Regions from separate parts of the Mus musculus genome. Here all the other regions are linked to region 3. A link is a contact called in public HiChIP or PLAC-seq and promoter capture Hi-C data. All regions are on one chromosome and are shown on one strand. Each heading gives the region's core, a stretch centred on a gene start, on an enhancer-like site or on the middle of the called end of the contact. The rest is flanking DNA. Distances are from core to core; before and after follow the strand shown.

Evidence for each region. HiChIP or PLAC-seq counts read pairs in DNA pulled down with a chosen protein or histone mark. Capture Hi-C pulls out chosen DNA fragments and counts their contacts.
Region 1: a contact with region 3 is called in a promoter capture Hi-C map of adipose tissue, with 4 times the contacts expected there. The contact joins the promoter of D3Ertd751e here to the promoter of Larp1b in region 3. A contact is called at or near these places in 4 of 39 promoter capture datasets (the 3T3-L1 cell line, embryonic stem cells, hippocampal neurons and 1 more), 20 of 484 Hi-C or Micro-C datasets (the Ba/F3 cell line, CD4 T cells, LSK cells and 14 more), 4 of 115 datasets of contacts at active chromatin or transcription factors (astrocytes, bone marrow-derived macrophages, cardiomyocytes and 1 more) and 2 of 9 other capture datasets (adipose tissue and liver).
Region 2: a contact with region 3 is called in an H3K27ac HiChIP or PLAC-seq map of embryonic stem cells, with 2.1 times the contacts expected there. The contact joins the promoter of Platr4 here to the promoter of Larp1b in region 3. A contact is called at or near these places in 1 of 39 promoter capture datasets (liver) and 2 of 115 datasets of contacts at active chromatin or transcription factors (embryonic stem cells and pancreatic cancer cells).

Annotation. Positions count from the first base shown.
Region 1 is chr3:41,740,643-41,744,416 of GRCm38.p6, reverse strand. It overlaps D3Ertd751e (DNA segment, Chr 3, ERATO Doi 751, expressed), which reads right to left and starts at 1,799. Exons shown (of 6, transcript NM_001099785.1): 1 at 1,728-1,799. It overlaps Sclt1 (sodium channel and clathrin linker 1), which reads left to right and starts at 1,903. Exons shown (of 21, transcript NM_001081411.1): 1 at 1,903-2,422. The coding sequence starts at 2,389.
Region 2 is chr3:41,490,653-41,494,598 of GRCm38.p6, reverse strand. It overlaps Platr4 (pluripotency associated transcript 4), which reads left to right and starts at 1,400. Exons shown (of 2, transcript NR_040385.1): 1 at 1,400-1,511.
Region 3 is chr3:40,949,021-40,952,861 of GRCm38.p6, reverse strand. Larp1b (La ribonucleoprotein domain family, member 1B) reads right to left here and starts at 2,212. Exons shown (of 10, transcript NM_001040399.2): 1 at 2,178-2,212.

The DNA.
Region 1 (3,774 bases), core at 550-3,049, 790 kb before region 3:
ATCACATGGTGGTCAACGGTTGTGATACTGAAGCCATATTTTCTGGGCTCAAATTCTTGCTGTGATGAGCTAGCTTTCCAATTCGCTTACTTAGATTCCTATTTCATATGTTCTGAAGGTTTGCTAGACAGAAGCCTAGCATGTTTAATGTCAATACTAGATGTTTAGTGTCAATTTATTAAAATTACCAGTGAAACCTGCCATTAGTTTTCAATGCATGAAACTTCAACTGGCTTGTGCTTATTTTGACCATGATCATATAAAAACAAGCACTTCAAGTGCAAATATCAAAGTTCTATTTCACTACTCAGTTTAGACAAAACCATTGATAATTTTAATACAGAAGTCACACTTGGCTTTCTTCACCCTAATATATTCCTACCAAATGTAGGAAAATCTTTTTGAGTCAATAAAAAATGTTCCTCAGAAAGTACCCTATAGTGAACCTAAAAAAGAAATGGAGCTTGCACAATCAGTGTGTTTTTTTTTTTTTTGTTACGTTTATGGCCACTAAAAACCAGACCGGGTTGAATTTTCACTGATTCAAAGCTAAACTAACCCTTTGCATGGCTAGTGCCAACACATACATATTTAGCAGCGACTCTTTTTAGAGGAATGAGGGTAACACTGTTGATACTGTTTTATGAGTACAAGATTACTAAACGTCTTCAACGGTTAAACAAAAAGCCAAACTTCATCCAGGGCATACATGCCTTTTGTTTTGTTTTTGTGTGTGTCCACGTGGGGGAGTACGTCTATAGCTGTGTATGGACTGAGCTTGAGGCAGAGTATCAGTGGGATGTCATTCTCAAAGGCTGTTCACCTTTTTTAACCTACCTTTATTTTCACCAGATATTATCAAACAGGAAAAAAAAATCTTATTAACATGCCTGATTTTACTTTTTGCGACAATGACTTACTGACTCTGGAGTCACTTTCAAATTTGTCTAGGCTGCTGGATAGAGAGCACCCTTTTCCCTCATCCTGTCTGCTCCTCTCAAGCACTACTATTAAAGGCCATTTAATCTTTAAATTAAAGGGGATTTGCTTGGCTTTTTATGTGGGTGCTGGGGAATTCCAGGCAAGCACTTCATAACCAAGCTATCTCAGGCCCTGAGCATATTTAAAGAAACTGTATTTCAATGCATAAAAATATAATCAATTAAAAGCCTCAAAAGCCAATGATAAACTTCAAGTGAGCATTTTTTTATCGCTAATGTCTTTTGCCCCCAATATTTTGTGTATGTTTTATGTTTCAAGCTTTACAGCTCAAATACTCATAATATCACTTCGTAAAACTGTGAACGGTAGTTTATGCCCCAGTACAAATTTCATTTTATTTTTGCAGAATTTTATCTTTCCTTAAATCCGAAGAAACATCTCTGAAATACCTGCTAGATTTGCAGGCTATCCTGGATCCTGACCAGGTGCCTTCTTGAAGCCACAGGGTTAAATATTGGACAATAGTTCTCTTTTCTAGGCACAAGAACCAGTTTCAGACCTAGGAGCGACAGCTCTAAACTGGGGGGCGGGGTGAGGGGACCTTGAGTCACCTCAGCCCGAGGACTCACAGACCTCTCTGCACAGACTCCCACAGACGCTTAGTGTCTGCAAAACCAAGACTCGGGGGTGGGCAATGAAAATCCCTACCTAGTTAGTGCCTGCTCCTATCACAGTTTCCATACAAAAAAAAAAAAATTAATTAAATTAAAAATGCGCCACACTACCTCAGACAGACACTCGCTGCGCCACTGCGGAAGGCGCCAAGCAACCCACTCAGCCCCCAACGCGGCCTCAGGGACCCGCCCACCGCCTGACAGATAGCCAATCACCTGCCTGCGCCTGAGACGGCGCAATGACGCCTACCGACGCACGCGTGATGACGGACGCGGCGTCACCGTCTCCAAGGAACGGTCTGGGGCACCGCTTTCAAAGTCGCAGGGCGGGCCGAGTGGACTCCGCGGCCGCTCCTGCTTTCCCGCGGCCCTGGCGTCGCCCCTCAGCCGGCGGGGACGCTGCCGCCCAGCCAGGCGCGTCGCAGGGTCATCCTCCCGCGCGGTCTGACGGGAACTCGGCGCCCTCCGGCCGCGCGCGGCTCCGCGGCCCTTCTCGTCCGGCCGGGTCCGGCCGAGCGCGGAACGGAGTCTGAGGCGCGTCGCCTGGGTTCCGCGGAGCGGCGGGCCGGGCTGCGCCGCCGCGTGAGTGGGATGCTGATGTCTCCGCGCCAGGGCTCGGCTGCCCCTGCGACCCCTTAGCTTTTTGTTTGCCCTCACAGCGGGAGGCTGCTTTTTTGTTGTTGTTCGATTGCTTGCTTGTTTGAGAAATACCTTCTTTCCCCCCTGCGAGGAATCGATAAACGTGATGAAAACTCCAAACTAAAATATCGAAATGGCCACAGAAATCGACTTACTGAGAGACCAAAGTAAGCGCGCTCTGTTCCCTGATGGAAAATTCATCTGTAAGGTGCAGTGTCGCTATCGTTGACCTACTAATGTGTTGTGAATGCTGGTCGGGTCCCAGCGTGAAAAATGTTAAAAACTTAAAAAGAAGTGCTCTGCACAAAATGCTTGGTGATGTACATGAGGCTATGTATGTACTTAACGAAGCTGAGACGCTAGTAAATACTTGTAGAATATTCCTTGAGCGTGCACTGGAGTCGGCCAGGCACGAAATAGATTTGTAATGCAATGCGTCTGTTGTGCTCGAAGAAACTGGAGGGCTGATGGCCAGGAAGAGTTTCCAAGCCTGCAGGTTAGGACCTCCAGGCATTGCTCAGGTCGTTAGTTTAAAAGATGTTGACCTATGTTTCATTACGTGCCAGGTGCTATACATGTAGCTGATGTAAGGAGATTCTTGTTCTCCAAGCATGTAGCTGGCAGAAGGAGATACATAAATACCAAAAATACACTGAAGCAGCAGCAACTGCCGACTCGTTTGCATCAGATTCCAAGTAGTTGATGGAATTATTGAGCAAACATTGAAATAGCATCTACTAACATGGAGCTAAACAAATATTGACTATTATGCGGTTATTAAACTACTTCCAGAGGAGATGCCATTTGGACAGAATCTTGACATACCACTATGTGTTTACTGATAAGAAAGGTTTAGGTGTCCAAATTATTGGCAACATTGAGGAATTGGTAGTAATGCTTTGTTTAAAAACAAGACAGTTGCCTTGAACACTACATAGAGGTTTATAGAGGAGTACAGTTCGTTAGCTGCAGTTGTAATCATAGGTAAGAAGGATACCTATAGGACCTAAGGAAGATGTAGAGATTGAAGGCTGAGAGATTTGAAAGAGAAAGAGAGAAACTCAGGTATTTTCTTGAGCTACAGAGAAGGTTGGGGAAACATGCTGAACTCTACATTGAGACCAGAAGTAAGGACATACTCTTTAGATTTGTTTCTGTACATATATTGCCTAGCTCTCACATTTTACAAGTTTGATCTTGGTCAAAATTCTTAGCTTCTCTGTGCCTATGGTTAATACATGTTAAATGCTCTGCTCCCCCACCCCCATACACACTATTTATAGTGTTGTGGGATATATGCATACATATGTATACGTTCCATGTGTGTGTGTGTTGACATTACAATAGCATTATTTCTTAAGCAAATGAGTAGGAAAAACCTCCCTCACTCTATAAAGATGGATAGATCACAATCTGAGTGATCATCGTAAATGAGTTTTGCTTGGTGGAGAGACACCTGAATTTTAGAAGATGAGTTTTAGAAGAATAAAGCAACTGTAATTCTTAAATAAAAATTGAG
Region 2 (3,946 bases), core at 151-2,650, 540 kb before region 3:
TAAAATCAACACATATAAATAAAAACACTAGAAAAAAATGAAGGTGAAGAGAAATAACGTCACAGAAAAATCATTCAAAGAATGCAGGATTTATTTCTGTTAAAGAGGCAAGAGAATGATTTTTTTCCTAAATTGAAATGGCCAATTGTTCCACAAGAAGAAAGAGAAGTGTAAGACAGGACCTGAATGTGTATTTTCATGGGCTCAAAGAAGGTGACTGAGATTGAATGGATTTATTTATAACGTTTTATTTATTTTATTTTATTTTTCATTTATTTTATTATTATATATTTTCTTTATTTACATTTAAAATGTTATTCCCTTTCCTCATTTCCCCTCTGAAAACCCCCTATTCTATCCCCCCTCACTGCTCACCAACCCACCTACTCCAGCTTCCTTGTCCTGGCATTCCCCTACACTGGGACATGGAGCCTTCACAGGACCAAGGACCTCTCCTCTCATTGATGTCACATAAGGTTTTTTTTTAATCTATCTATCTATCTATCTATCTATCTATCTATCTATCTATCTATCTATCTATCTATCTATCTATCTATCTAATGTTTTTTTCGAGACAGAGTTTCTCTGTGTAGTCCCGGAAATCCGCCTGCCTCTGCCTCCCAAGTGCTGGGATTAAAGGGGTGCGCCACCACCGTCTAGCAAGGTTTTATTTTTAAAGGGAAAAATTTCACCAAACAATGGTGAAAATGCACCACAGAGGCACAGGGCTGTGAACAAAAGCAGAATTTGATTTTCTTTAAGTTGATGGCTTCTTAAGTCTTGCAGTGATAAAATGCTCGGACGGAAGCAACATGGAGGAGACAGGGTTTGTTCTAGCACACAGCTCTGGTGTGGAACTGTGTGGAGAAGCCACAGAGGCGGGAGTTTGCGATAACATTGTATCTGCAGTCAAGAGCGGACTGCACCGAAGGCTTGCTCACATGATTGAGGTCAGATTGCGTTCTCCACTCTTACACTACCCAGAATCCCCTTCCCAAGGACTAGTGCCACTGCAATGGGCAAGTTCCCCACCTCAATAAAGATAACCCTACATCATATTTTACAGGTAAGCATTGATATAAATATTTCAGAAATTACATGATAATCCATAGATAATTAATTTTCTCATTGCTCATTATATATTCACTTTCATACTACCAACCGTAATTTTAGTTTTGGAGTTGTTATGTTAAAATTGTGTGCATAGCTTGACACATGCCTGTTGGGAATTGGTTCTAATGCTTTGAATTAATTCAGTCCCCTAAATCGGGAATCTGCAGGGCCAAACCCTGAAGGTCCTTGTTCTCAATTGGCTTTTGGTCGATCAATATAGAACCAATAGCCAATGGCTGGGCAGGTAGACTGAGGCGGGACTTGGAGGCAAGCCGGGAGAGAGGGAGGAGAAAGAGATCGCCATGATGGGGAAGAAGGAAGAGGAGACCTAAAGGCCAGCTGACATGTGAGAATCAGGGAAAGTGGCCACACGGGCCACTTCCACAGCTGTGTTTGAGGTAGCAGAGATAAAATAGAGATTTTAAAAGATGTTTACTCGGGAGTAACAGAGGGGATTGTTTGCTAGCTGCGGGAAGGATTAGAACTGCCCAGCCTTTGGGCTAGTAAAGGTGTATTAAAAGTAACTGGTGTGTGTGGGGAGGGTGGGGTGAAGCGAGCACATGTGACCATCCGGGAGCAACGTGGTTAGCCAAAGTACCGCTACACATGCCTGTTTGTGGTCCTAGAATTTGGAAAGGGGGAGGGAGCTTGAAAAGTTAGATATCAATGCTCTCTCTCTCTCTCTCTCTCTCTCTCTCTCTCTCTCTCTGTGTGTGTGTGTGTGTGTGTGTGTGTATAGAACCCGTTTTTAATCCCAGCACTCAAGAGGCAGAAGCAGAGGGAGGTGGTCTCTGAATTTGAGGCCAGCCTGGTTTACACAATATATTCCAGGTCAGCCAGAGCTACAAAAATCATCTTGAAAACCCTAAAGAGGTCTGGTGAGATGGCTTAGTGGTTGGGAGCACTGACTGCTCTTCCAGGGGTCCTGAGTTCAATTCCCACCAACCACATGGTGGCTTACTGTAATGGGATCCAGTGCCCTCTTCTGGGGTGTCTGAAGACGGCAACTGTGTACTCACATGCATACAAATACATAAATAAATAAATTGTTTAAAAAGTTGACTATATATAAAAAAAGGGGGGGGGAGAAATCCTAAGGAAAAAAGAAAAAAGAAAAGAAAAATTTGAGGTCAGTTTGAAAACCCTCTTAAAGAAGATTAGGGGAAAAAAAGTAAACAAAGGCTGGGGGTGTAGTTTGGTTGGTACAGTGCTGGCCAGCAGCCAGAATGTCCTGGATTCAGCTAATCTTTTGGTTGCCAAAACCAGGCATGGTGAAAGAGCTCTAGCCAGCAGCCATGGGTGTGGGAGGATCAGAAGTTCAAGGTCATTCGCAGACTTCGTGGAGAGTTTGAGGCTACTCTGGGCTTTAAGAGACCCTGACCCTGTCTCAAAATAAACAAAAGAGAAATATCAAAAAATAAAATATTTCAGAGAAATAACTAAGTTTCTTATAAAAATTAATTCATACATCTTATGCATATGAATATTTTGTATGTACGTCTATTTGTCACATTCTTGCTTGGTGCCCCAGAAGGCCAGAAGAGTTCATCAGATCCTCGGGATCTGGAGTTACAGATGGTTATGAGCCACCATGTGGGTGCTTGGAATTGAACTTGGGCCCTATGGAAGAACAGCCAGTACACTTAATCACTGAGCCATCTCCCCAGACCCCTAAATATCTTATTGCACAAACTCTCATTAAGTCTTTAAGCATGACCATGCTACAAGTTTTGCCTTCCACAGATAGTTACTGTTTTACTCTGATTATCTACTGCAATCTGCTCTGAGCAATACTCCACACACACACACACACACACACAAAAATAATAATAAATAAAATAACTGTCAGTGAGCTGGCAAGGCGGTATATGTCTGCATCGTCAGGACTCAGGAAGCAGTGGCAGGTACATGGCGAGTTTGGAGCTAGCTTGGACTATACACAGAGTTCTAGGCCAGCCTACGCTATAGCTCTAGAATGAACTCCTGCTTTCAAAAGCAGGGAATGTTTCAGAGACTCAAGGAAAGGAACTTGGCAGGCAGGCACCCAGGGTTCACAGTGTGGTGGCTGTGAGCCTGGCCCCTACAGTTAGGACTTCCAACTACAGCAAGAAGCTCATTCATCTTATAAAGCTGCTGCCTTGAGGTCAAGCGGAGCAAGCACAGGCTAACTGCCTTGCAGTGGGCAACTGATGAAGGGGGATTATTGCCTTTAGTTTGGGTATTTTTTAATTCTTTGATGTTTTGTAGCGGAGGTGGGGGAGGGAGTTATAAGGAACTTTTTTTTTTAATCCTAAGCTATCTATAACTCATGGCAATGATTATACCTTTGTAAACAGAAATGAAACACATTTTTCTCTTTGCTTGATCCTTTCCAAATTCAGAAATTCTGATTGAATATTCCTATTTCCATGGTAATCTTATTATTTGCAACACATTCAGTGAGAACGCGTCCCCTTTGTGACAGAGTATAACAGGAAAGTGGTAGAAACATCAGATATGACCACACGGTTATAATAACTTACTGCAGAACTGGGCGAGGTGACCTTAGGTTAGGGTCGCCTCCCCTAATGCACCTCCCTGACAAAGCACCCAACAGGGATCAGACAGGTTAAGGGAGTTTGAAAGTGTATTCAGGAGAAGGGCAGTGTATCTTTTGTGCCACCTAGGAAAAGAAGCATTCAAGAGAAAGAACTAGTCCCAAGCCTTGTTCTGGTATGGCTTCCTAGTGTCAAGGGGCTTTGTGTGTAGTATCTGTGTGTGTTATTCACACAAAGGCCAGAAGACTACATACAGAAATCAACTCTCTCTTTCTACTGAACTCAGGTCATCAAGC
Region 3 (3,841 bases), core at 963-3,462:
AGAACAGCTTAAGAGTCAGCACTGCCACCCTGCCACAGATCTGAGGAAAAGCATTCCCAGTACTGCAGTGACCCCAGGATGTAAGAGTTGTTAATACAGAAACATTGGTGCAACTAGAGCTCCTTTTGAATTTGAGAAAGGTCTGTCTACATAGCCCTGGCTGTCCTGAAACTAAGTAGTAGATTAGGCTGACCTTGAATTCAGAGATCCACTGCCATTCCCTCAAAAGTACTGGAATTAAAGGCCTGGCTTCTGATTTTCTGAGACCTTGGTCTTGAGTGTAATCCAGGCTGGCTTCAAGCTCATAATCCCCTTGTTGGAATTATAGGTATGGGCCACACTCCCAGTAAGTCACTGTATCCTTAATCTAAGGAGGACTGGAGATCCAAGGCACAAGTAGGTTAAACTGTCAAATATTTTTCCAAGTAATCTGCAATAAAATTCTTGGGGGGAGGGGCTAGAAAATCTGCACATACAGCTTGATGATAAAGCACTTGCCCAGCAAGCACAAAGCCCTAGGCTCATCCCCATGAGGGGGGAAAAGAATCTCCAGTTTCACTTTGAAACGTTTTAAAGTCTAGAAAACTGAGTTTATAAAAACTCGGAGCCAGGCGGTGGTGGCGCATGCCTTTAATCCCAGCACCCGGGAGGCAGAGGCAGGTGGATTTCTGAGTTCGAGGACAGCCTGGTCTACAAAGTGAGTTCCAGGACAGCCAAGGCTGTAAAGAGAAACCCTGTCTCCAAAAACCGAAAAGCAAACAAAACAAACAAACAAACAAAACAAAAACAAACACACAAAAAACTCGATTAATATTTCATAGTTCAATAAATATTATAATGCCTAGTACTCTGTGTAAATCTAGATATGGAGGGGTAACAGAGTGATCAACAGGTTTCTCTACGAAATTTTAAGAAGACTTGATATACCATGTTCTCTTCACTTATTTAGCAATGGTAGTAAACTGCTCTTTTCAGCAGGCCAGAATTGTACTAATACAAGATGGAGAGCAAAACTCAGTGCTTTTGTTTTGTTTTTCCTTAAGGTGTCAAAATTTAGTAAGAATTAATAAGGAGAGCAGAATGTCTATAATCCCAGTATCTTGAAGAAGACAGTGACGTGAGGATCAAGAATTCCACAACCCCCTGGGCTACACAAGTAGATAGTGTTTCAAAAAGCAAGCAAAATAACAAAAGCAAATAAGTTAGTGAGCATTTCTGCGTGCAAAACCTAAGAAACTAAATTGGTTCTGCGTGCAAAACCTAAGAAACTAAATTGGTTCAACATTTATCTCCCCCTACAGGAGAGATAAAACAATCACAATTGTACAGGATCCCTTCACCGCATTTGACCCTCACAACCCCATAAACATGCTCAAACTTCGGCTGTTCCACCAACTCTCCCCAGACCAGCGAAAACTTGCCAACAAAACAGCCGCAATTCCCACAGAAAAGTTCAGTTATTTTAGTGCAGTTTTATTAAAAAAAGAAAAAAAAAGAAAAAGGAGAGTTTTACTCAGCATTTCCATTCTAACTTTTTTCTTTTTGACTTCTCTTCGAACGCCTAATCCTCTACATCAATCGGCATACGCCACCAAATACAAGCCAGTCTTCATTTTACTTTCTAACTGCAGTTGCTGCAACCCAAATAAAGCCCCAAGGGCCATATTGCATGGGTCAGCATTCGAACGCAAAGGCACAACCCAATTGCTAACGCGCAGGCTACCGTGGGACCAGCTGTGCGATCCGGACTCTGAATCAACTGTCCTGTGTCAGGCATTCTGAAACACAACCACACAACCGCAAAAACACCTAATACCAGCTGCCTTCACAGCCACATCTACCTAGCAGCTTTTCGAGACTTTCGTTTCACCACCTCACTTCAGGAGCCAGCCCAATCGGACTTCCACTTACAAATCCGCTCGTCCCGACTCGCCTCTACTCTGTGTCAAGTTCCCGGAAACTTTTCCACGGTATTCACCGCGTCTAGGACGCCGACACGTGAAGGCACGAGCCCAGCACAGCCCCGCTGCCCAGTCACCCACGTCGTGCCCCTACCCGTCAAGGAGAACCTGAGGTCCCACCTCTTCCTGTCGCTCCCTCTCCTAGATGTCCATTTATGTAAATCGGCACGGTGAATGACACCTAGGAACCAAACACCTCCCGCGGACCGCACTCACCGGCCTCCGGGGAGTCCTGAGCGGGCGACGGCACGCCGGTGCCCACGGTGGACAGGTGCTGCGGCAGCTTCTTGGTCCACGGGTTCCCCTTTGGCGGCGGCGGCGGCGGCTTGTCCTCCGGGCCGGCTGCCGCTGGGTCCTCGCGGGCGTCCTCCGGTGGGTCCCGCGGTGCTGGCGGCGGCAGCGGCGGCGGTGGTGGTGGCGGCGGCGGAGGCGGCGGCGGCAGCGGCGGAGCCTCCCCGCCGAAGGGACCCCCGGGCGCACGCGCCTTGTGCGCCAGGTGCAGCGCCAGCGGCCTCACGGGCACGGCCGCTTGCGGCACGCTGTGTCCCAGCACGAGCGCCGGCGACGGCTCTCCCCGCGCACCCGCGCTGGTGGCGGCCGCGGCCCGCTCCTCCCTCGCCTCCTTGCCCTCCCGCTCGCCGGGCGCCGGCTGCTCCGCCCGCCGGCTCGTCGCTGCCAACAGCGCGTCCCGGTCTCCGGCCACGGCGGGCGGGTCCTCCCGGGTGGCAGCGGCGGGCACCGGGGCGCGAGCGGACATGGCCGGCCCCTGGCCCCAGCCTCCTGCCCAGCCGGGGGCCGTCCGGGTCCAGGGAGCCCGGCCGCCCCTCTCTCCACACGGGGGCACCGACCCGCTTCGGTCCTGGGACGCGGAACCCGCCCGCCGAGGCGTGCAGCGCCCGGCGTGCCCGTCCTCCCCGCCCGCCGAGCGGAGCGCTAACCGCCCGCCGCCTGGCCTCGTCGCAGCGCACGGCCGGAGCTCGCCACTCGCGCCGGGCGCGCCCGAGCCGCGAGCCCTCAGCGGGCGCGGGCGACAACGCGGCGCTCCAGCCAGTCTGAAGGATCTCTGGCGAGCTGCGGAGGCGCGCGCGGCCTGAGCCGGTAACTGTCCCTGAGGGCGGGGCATGCAGAGGGCGAGGCAGCCAGGGGCGGGGCGTGCAGAGGGCGAGGAAGGCTACTGGGCGGGGCGTACAGAGGGCGAGGAGGGCCAATGGGCGGGGTGGCCAGGTAGGCGGGGCGTTTATAGGCTGAGGCGGGCCGATGGGCTGGGCGTGCGGAGGCGGAGGCGTCCAAGAGGCGGGGCGCGCAAGGGGAAAGGCGTGCCAGTGGGCGGGGCGTGATGTAGGCAAGAGCCAAGATAATCAGCGTTCAGTAGGCCAGGTGCCCAAGGACCAGGGCGAGGGCCAGTCAGGGTGAGGGGCGGGGCGGGTAGAGGGCGAGGCAGGTTAGGGGGCGGGCACCCTGGAAAGTGACGTGGCCACTTGCGGGCATTCCCTAAACGCTGCGGGCGACCGCGGCCTGTGGAGTCTTCCCGAATGCGGCGGGCATGGTTTGATGAGAGCCCCGCCCTAGCGGATCGCGAGGATGAACCTGCTACGCTTGGGGAGCATCTTACGTCTGTGACCCAGGGACTAGGAGGACAATCTTCAGGAACCAGGAGGACCAGAAAGTCCATTTGCGCTAAGGTGAAACGCTTCAGGCTTTTCACGAGGGCGGGTCCTCAGGACCCAGGAAAAGTTTCCCAGTAACGATGTGGGCTCCAATAGGCACTCCTGATCCGGAGCCAAGTTCAAGTGAAGACCCAGCCTCGACATTACAAGAAGTGCACTTGTCGGTCCTGATTCTAACCTACAGACAACGAAATGATTCTTTAGTGCTCTTGA